2 separate regions of the Sus scrofa genome follow, and region 2 is linked to region 1. Evidence: chromatin contacts called from public HiChIP or PLAC-seq data. All regions are on one chromosome and are shown on one strand. The core of a region is the stretch at or near the end of the contact, and the rest is flanking DNA. Distances in the headings are between cores, read along the strand shown.

What was found. HiChIP or PLAC-seq counts read pairs in DNA pulled down with a chosen protein or histone mark.
Region 2: a contact with region 1 is called in an H3K27ac HiChIP or PLAC-seq map of skeletal muscle. The contact joins the promoter of SPTB here to the enhancer-like site in region 1. A contact is called at or near these places in 9 of 47 Hi-C or Micro-C datasets (embryonic fibroblasts, fetal heart ventricle, fetal liver and 4 more) and 1 of 2 datasets of contacts at active chromatin or transcription factors (skeletal muscle).

The regions. Positions count from the first base shown.
Region 1 is chr7:88,816,223-88,819,867 of Sscrofa11.1, reverse strand. SPTB (spectrin beta chain, erythrocytic) reads left to right here. Exons shown (of 36, transcript XM_013978290.2): 33 at 983-1,242; 34 at 3,480-3,645. Among named protein-coding and RNA genes, the nearest start is that of PLEKHG3, 54 kb to the right of the region's middle. Within about 2 kb of position 2,302, at least 10 of the 83 cell types and tissues checked have an H3K27ac peak or open chromatin away from gene starts, as enhancers often do. A contact at or near this core is called in retroperitoneal adipose tissue and skeletal muscle, where this site is marked.
Region 2 is chr7:88,952,727-88,956,068 of Sscrofa11.1, reverse strand. It overlaps SPTB (spectrin beta chain, erythrocytic), which reads left to right and starts at 1,598. Exons shown (of 36, transcript XM_013978290.2): 1 at 1,598-1,809.

The DNA.
Region 1 (3,645 bases), core at 1,053-3,552:
CAGAGGCTGCCTGCTCCTTGCTGCCCCAGTCTGCCGTGCCCTGTCTTCTGCAGCAGGCACAAAGGTGGACCAACCTCTGCACAAGGAGGTACCCAGCTGGGGCACAAGAAGCCTGCCTTCCCTTCTCATGGGCACTTGACAGCACATGGTCCCATTGGATGTCTTGGGCAGGGGCTGGGAGTGTCCTGCCCTCCATGGGGTGGTGTGGGGAGGTAAAAGCTGCAGCCTTTCCTTGGAGCAGCAAGTCCTCAGTTGGTGATTCGCCACCTCTGCAGCGCATTGAGTGCATGCAAAGCTTATTAAGAAATACCAATGTGCTGAGCCCACTCCAGGCCAGTTAACTCAGCATCTTTCGATGGGTCCTGGGCATATTTTGTTAAAGCTCCCAAGGTGACTGTAAAAGGCAGCCAGGGTTAGGAACCACTGCCCCTAGTCCCCACCAAATGAAGGGGGGCAGGACCTGAGAGGGGCTGGGTCTCCCTTTGGAAGGGGTGACGGGGAGACCAAGGGCCTTGTGCCCTTAGCTTTGGAGTTTTCGACACATTTGGAAAGTGACAGAAGAGTTCCTGCATCTTAGGGCAAATATTTTTCCAACCTATCTTAGCAACAGAATGCTTTTCTTCCTTTGAAATCTTGCCAGAGCCCAGGTATAATGCGTGTATTTGAGCCGAAGCAGGGGGGGGTGGGCGCGTCTGGAGCAGGCAGCAAGCAGCATCGGAACCCCCCGGAGGAGAGAGAGCATCACGCAGGCCCATTCAGCTTACTCTGAGAACCTTCTGTTGCTGTGAGATTGGAGACAGGGAGTGTGGGTTTGGAGCCAGAAACAGCAGCAGCCTAGCAAAGCAGGCCAGGTGGAGGGAGGGCCCGGGGGAGCACAGGACAAAGGAGCCAGACTCAGGCAGGGCCCGCCGCCTTCCCAATTCTGCCACCCCTGGGTCCGAACCCCCAGCAAGGTGTGCCCCTCCCGTATGCCCCTGAGCAGGGGGAAGAAAGGCGGTGGCCTCAGGACCTGCAGCCGCCACCCCCGCCAGGGCCGCAGGAGGAAGGGCAGGAGGAGAAATCCAGCGCAGATGAGAGGCCGGCCACGGAGCCCCTCTTTAAGGTCCTGGACACGCCTCTGAGCGAGGGCGAAGAGCCGACAACGCTGCCATCCCAGCGGGACCATGGGCACAGCGTGCAGATGGAGGGCTACCTGGGCCGCAAGCACGACCTGGAGGGACCCAACAAGAAGGCATCCAACAGGTACGTGGGGGCGGGGCCGCAGGGTTGGGCACCACAGGGACTTCAGCAACAGAGCCTCGGTAACACAGGGATGTTTGTGGGCAAGGGTGCCCTCGGAACCAGCCCTGGGAGCTACTTGGCATGACAGGAGAAGGCCGTCTCCAGTTGGCGGTCCTGAGTTCAACTCCTATGACCTTGAACAAGTTACTCAGCCTCCCATTTGTAAAATGCGGGTGATGGGGGTAGCCTGCCTCTTCAGCGCAGATGCCATGCTTGGTGCCAAGCATGAACTCTGTGGACCCTAGCTGTTTTCATGCCAAGGTGGGGCAACAGGTAGGTCTTGGTGCTAACAGCACATCCTTAACCAAGTCTCACTTTCTACCCAATCTGGGCCCCAGTTTCTCCAGCCGTAAAAGAGGAGCTGACCTAAATGCCTTCTGGAGGTTCTCCCCAGTAACTACATGACCCTGAGGAATCCATTCAGAGACTGTGTCCTTTCCTGACCCCAAAGCAGTCATGTCCTTGGCTGTGGTCTATCCAGGGATGCCTCTACCAGGCAGCAGTCCAGGGTCCCAGGGAAACAAGCAGCATCAAAAGGTTGAAGGCAGCCCTCTTCCCAAGGCCAACTGGCAGCATAGAGAGAGCCTGTTCTGGGGGATACAGCAAAGCTAATCCAAAACATGGGGAATTCTGTGGTGGCTCAGTGGGTTAAGGATCCAACAGCGTCACTGCTGTGGCTCAGGTTCGATCCTTGGCCCCGGAACTTCTGCATGCCATGGGCGTGGCCAAAAAAATCATTCCAAAACTGAATTTGGGAGCCCAGCCACCTCGAAGAGGTTTGCTGCTTATAGGGAGAGTCTACAGGAAAGGAGAAATTAGCATTTATCAAGCACCTACTATGTGCCAGCTGTTATGTTAGCACTAGTAAAATCGTCACAACCGCGCTGTGATGATGTTTCCACTTCCCAGATGGGGAAACAGAGAAGTCATTTGTCCAAAGCAGGACTTTGAGCCCAGCTCCTCCTTAGCCACTGCTTTCCTTGGGCTACAAGCTCGGAGAAGGTGGTGAGAGGCAGAGGAAAGTTCCCTGAGCTGGTGTCAGAAATCTGGGCTTTGTGGAACGGCTCTGCAGCCAGCTTTGTACGGGTCACAGTCTCTTGGACCTTCCAGTCCCTCCTGCCTATTGGCCTGCTAGTTCTCCACCCTCCTGCCCTCAAAAGGGAAGAAGAGGAAGCCAAGCTTAATGTTCCTTGGCGCGCATTACTGTGAAGGAGCCACATGTTCCCCTTTCTCGGGGAAGAGCTCAGATGAGGCCACACAGGAGCTCGTGAGCCTGCTGGCCTCACCAAACGTTCCAGTCGAGAAGAGCCTTGATTTGCACAAATACGTTTCTTTAAAAAGTGCTCGTACTGTATTCTGATCATATATCATCAACAAAACAAAATATCCCTACCACCAAGACAGAACCCTGCTCTGTTCTGATATGCGAATCAAATATGCTAGTGGCTGTGGAAATGCTTTGAAAAGTTGTTTACACTGTTGGTCTTAGACTCGATAATTCTACTTCTAGAATATTTCCAGGTAAGATCAGAGTTATAGACAAAAGATTAAAGCATAAGAATGTTTATCATATTGCTCTGTAAGTTGTGGATAAATTTCCCAGTATGAAAAGATCTACCAATAAAGGGATTATTTATATATGTAATAGGAGACCATCGAGCTATTCAAACTCATTTTCAAGAAATACTTGAGGATATGGGGAATACTCAAGATATAAAAGGACATAAAACTGAATGTACAGTATAATCCAATTTGGCTATATATATGTGAATAGAAAAGACTAGAAGGAAATATCTAAAATGTTAACAATGGTAGTGGAATTACATGCAGATGAGTTTTATTTCCAAATTTTTAACAGTAACGTGTTACTATTGATTAGGGCAAAATTGGTATAATTTTTTTAAAATGATAAAGCTTAGAAATTGATTAGAGGGATGCAGTATCAGAACTGTAGGTGAGAAGTTCCCACTGTGGTACAGCAGATTAAGGATCCAGCATTATCTCTGTGCCCAACAGGGTTTGATCCCCAGCCTGGCACAGTGGATTAAGGATCTGGCATTGCTGCAGCTGTGGAGTAGGTTACAATGCATCTCAGATTTGACTCCTGGCTTGGGAACATTCCATATGCCATGAGCATGGCCAAAAAAAAGAAAAGAAAAAAAGAATTGTAGCTGACCTGCCTGTCTGTACCTTTGCAGGTCCTGGAGCAACCTGTACTGTGTACTCAGGAATAGTGAGCTGACCTTCTACAAGGATGCCAAGAACCTGGCCCTGGGGGTACCCTACCATGGGGAGGAGCCCCTGGCCCTGAGACATGCCATCTGTGAGATTGCTGCCAACTATAAGAAGAAGAAGCATGTCTTT
Region 2 (3,342 bases), core at 349-2,848, 140 kb before region 1:
TAAATGATCTTTAAATGAAAAGACCTTTTTGTTTCTAACTCAGTAAGAAAAAAAAATGGATTCTTAGATGTTACCAGAGAGAGGGAAGAGTGGATCACTATAAATACAATGGATGACCACACACTTTGATAATATTCATCAAAGATCATAGAAATTATCTTCCTTATATTGTTAGTGCATCTTGGGAAATTGAACTTAATAAGGGTCCAGACAACAGGGTGGTGGGGCGAAGAGTTCTGTGGCTTTGTAGTTTGTAGTATCTGTGGCGTTTGCCCCACTTAGCACAACTCACTGTCTAAATGCCCACTCTCACGAAGTGTTACTGCAGCAGGAAGTGAAGTATCTTTGCATATGTTCAATGTATAAACTAAGCACGCACATCTGGCACTTAAACACCCTTTTCCTGGTGAATCCTGGAAAACAGCATAATTATACTCCCAAGCAAATAACTCAGGAGTAAAACTGTTCCGTTGTTCAGAACACCAGGCATCATCCAAGTTAAAATTCTTTTCTATAGCCTTGCGTTTTAAATCTCCACAGCCTTCTCCAAAACACCTAAGATTACCTAGGCTGATGACTGGTGAGAAACCGTCCCTGTCCATGGAGAAAAGATGAAAGTGACAGCAAGGTGTACACTATCAAACCTTACTGAACAATGACCTTGTATAGTAAGAAAGTCAAGAAAGTGGACAACCTTGCAAGCTGCCCATATGCTTCTGTGAGTCTTTCCCGAGGTGACTCAGAGGCGCTTTGTCTTTCCTCTTTAGTACGGTCATTGGCTCTAGAGTTTTCTCTGGCCTACAGCATCCCACCCCACCCAGACTTGCAGTGAGAAAGACTCCGTTCACCTAGAAACCGGGGCTGGCCAGGAGGTGCTGGGGGGCTGGGGTGGTAGCTTGCCTGTTGATTACAGCCCCAGTAAGCAACGAGCGAACAGTGGGATTGCGGGCTGTGCCCCGCCAGCATTGCTGGGTCCTGCTGGACCACACCAGGTTTGCAAACAGAAACGGAGACACCCAGCCCGCGGGCTGCGGGCGGGGGGCTTCGGGCCCAAAGCCTACCCCTGCCCTCTCAGCCAGGAGAAGCCAGCCTCGGAGTGCGCTTTCTAACACACCAGCCCCCTGGAACAATCTGTCCCTCCCCAAACGCGCCGCAGCGGGGGCGCACTGCTGGGGTGCCCGCTTCATCTACCTTACGGCCTAAGCATGTCTTTTAATGTCTTTTTAAGACCTGACTGTATCCAGTGGGGACTCGGGGCGGGAAAGGCTGGAGGGCTCATTTTTGTGGCCAGGCTCACTGCTCTAGGCGCAGGAATTAGGCCGGAGCTGCAGAGTCAAATCCCTTTGCTGCCTCAGGGGGCTCGGGATAGCGCGCGGTTATGGGAGGTGAGCGGCGATGGGGGCGCTGCGGGCCGCTGGGGCTTCTGGCGTCTCGGACAGTCCTCTGGGAGGCGAGGCCAGCTTGCGGAGCCGGGCGGAGGCCGGGCAGGTGGCCCCAGGCTCGGAGGCTGATTGGCAGGTGCGGGAGTGGGTGGGGAAGGCGGGGGCTGGGCCTGGCGCTGCGGGAGGCTGCGGCCCCGCCTCCCCGCCCCCGCCGCGGGACTATCTGGTCCCGGCAGCAGCGATGTCCCCCGGCAGGAATGTCCCTCCTCAGATAATGTTATTTATATCTCTGGGCGGGTCCGCGGCTCGGCAGCACCAGGCGCCCGGCGGCCGCTGTGCCAGGAGCCCCACGCTGCCCTCCTCCCCCTGCGCCGCCGCCGCTGTTGCCCCCGGGCTACGGGTGGCCGCTGCTACAGCCCCAGCTCAGGTGAGTCCCGGGAGGGCCTGGCCGCCGGAGGGTGCTGGGAGCTGGGAGCTGGGTGCGGGTGCAGATGCGCGAGGCTGGGGCGCGAGGCTGGGGCGCGCGGCGCGAGCGCAGAGGAGGCGCTGGGCCCAGGGGGCGCGTGACGCGCGGGGCCCAGGGGACTGGGTGGGGGCCCAGCCCTGGGTGCCAGGCGTAGAGCAGCTATCTGCGGCAGCTATCGCCCCAGGGCGCGGGAATCCGCGTGGGCTTTGGAGGCGCTTGGCGAGCTGGGTGCTTGCTTTGGAGAGCCGGATGCTGGAGCATCGCCCGGGGGCGCTGGGAGGGTGGTGAGGGGGTGGTGCGTGTTCTTGTCCCGGGCTGCCTCCTCCAGGACCCCGTCACAGGGAGGAAGGGGGTTCTGCCGCTAGCCTCTCCGACCTCCGCGCCGCCCTCTCTGCCTCCGGCTGCCGGGTTTGTCAGCCCTGGGACTACTCAGATTCTCTTCTGGGGAACTTGTCTACGCGCTCCCAGGGCAGCCCAGGTCCCAGGCAGGGAGGGCAGGGTATCAGAGGGACCCCGGTCCCCGGGAGTTGGGAACGACGCGGAGAGTGGACAGATGCAGCCCCAAGAAGGAAAGATCGAGGTGTCCCAAGCCATCCCCCAAGGACCCCCACCCTTCCTCTCCCAAGGAGTTACACTCTTCCAAGCTTCTACAGTCCACTCTACTCTCACCCGCCTCACCAGTTCCTCTTTCTCCAACAACTTGGTCTTGAGAAATAGCAGAAAGTGGGAGGAATAACAGGAGCACTAAAACAATCCCCAACTCCCACCAACTCGCCCAGACTTCCAAGAGTAGCTAAGGGCTTGGGTACCGTTTCCGTGACAACCAGCCCCAGGTAGGGTCCTGATTTACTGCCGATTAATATCCAAACCACTGTTTTCAGTGAGCAGTTACAAGCGCCAGGAGTTAATAATAACACGCTTAACTGGCTGAAGGAAAATGAAGAGAAGCCACAGTTTTGTTTTTAATTTTAGATGCATCAGATGGAGGAGGGGGGGGGAGATATATAGTGACAGTATTTTTGCACCCAGAGCTTGTGTGAGGAGAAGCTAGGCTGTCACTTCCAGGTAGGAGGCAGCGGTGCAAAATCCATAGCTTTGTGTTAGTCACATCTATACTTCAGTTCCTAAGGAACATGATTTAGGCTTCTCTTGAATGAGAGGAATCTGCAAATCAAAAATTTTAGGCACTTCTATACTATCCACTAACCTTTTCTTAGCCTCACAGATGGTACCAAATTTTATTTTAGAATTCCCTCTTTGACCACCCTTCTGATCCTATGACCTAGGGCAGGTCATTTCCTATTTCAGCGTCAGATTTTAAATTTTTTGCTAGGAGCCCTGGGTTCCAGAATGTCTTTAGAAACTTTTTTTTTTTTTTTTGTAAGTGCAGGATGTTTAAGAGTCCTGAATGCTCAGCACCCAAACAGCTAAGCTTGTATTTGCCCAGAGGCTGTGAGCTAGTTAGGAAAAGGAGTATTAGGCTCACGTTGAAGA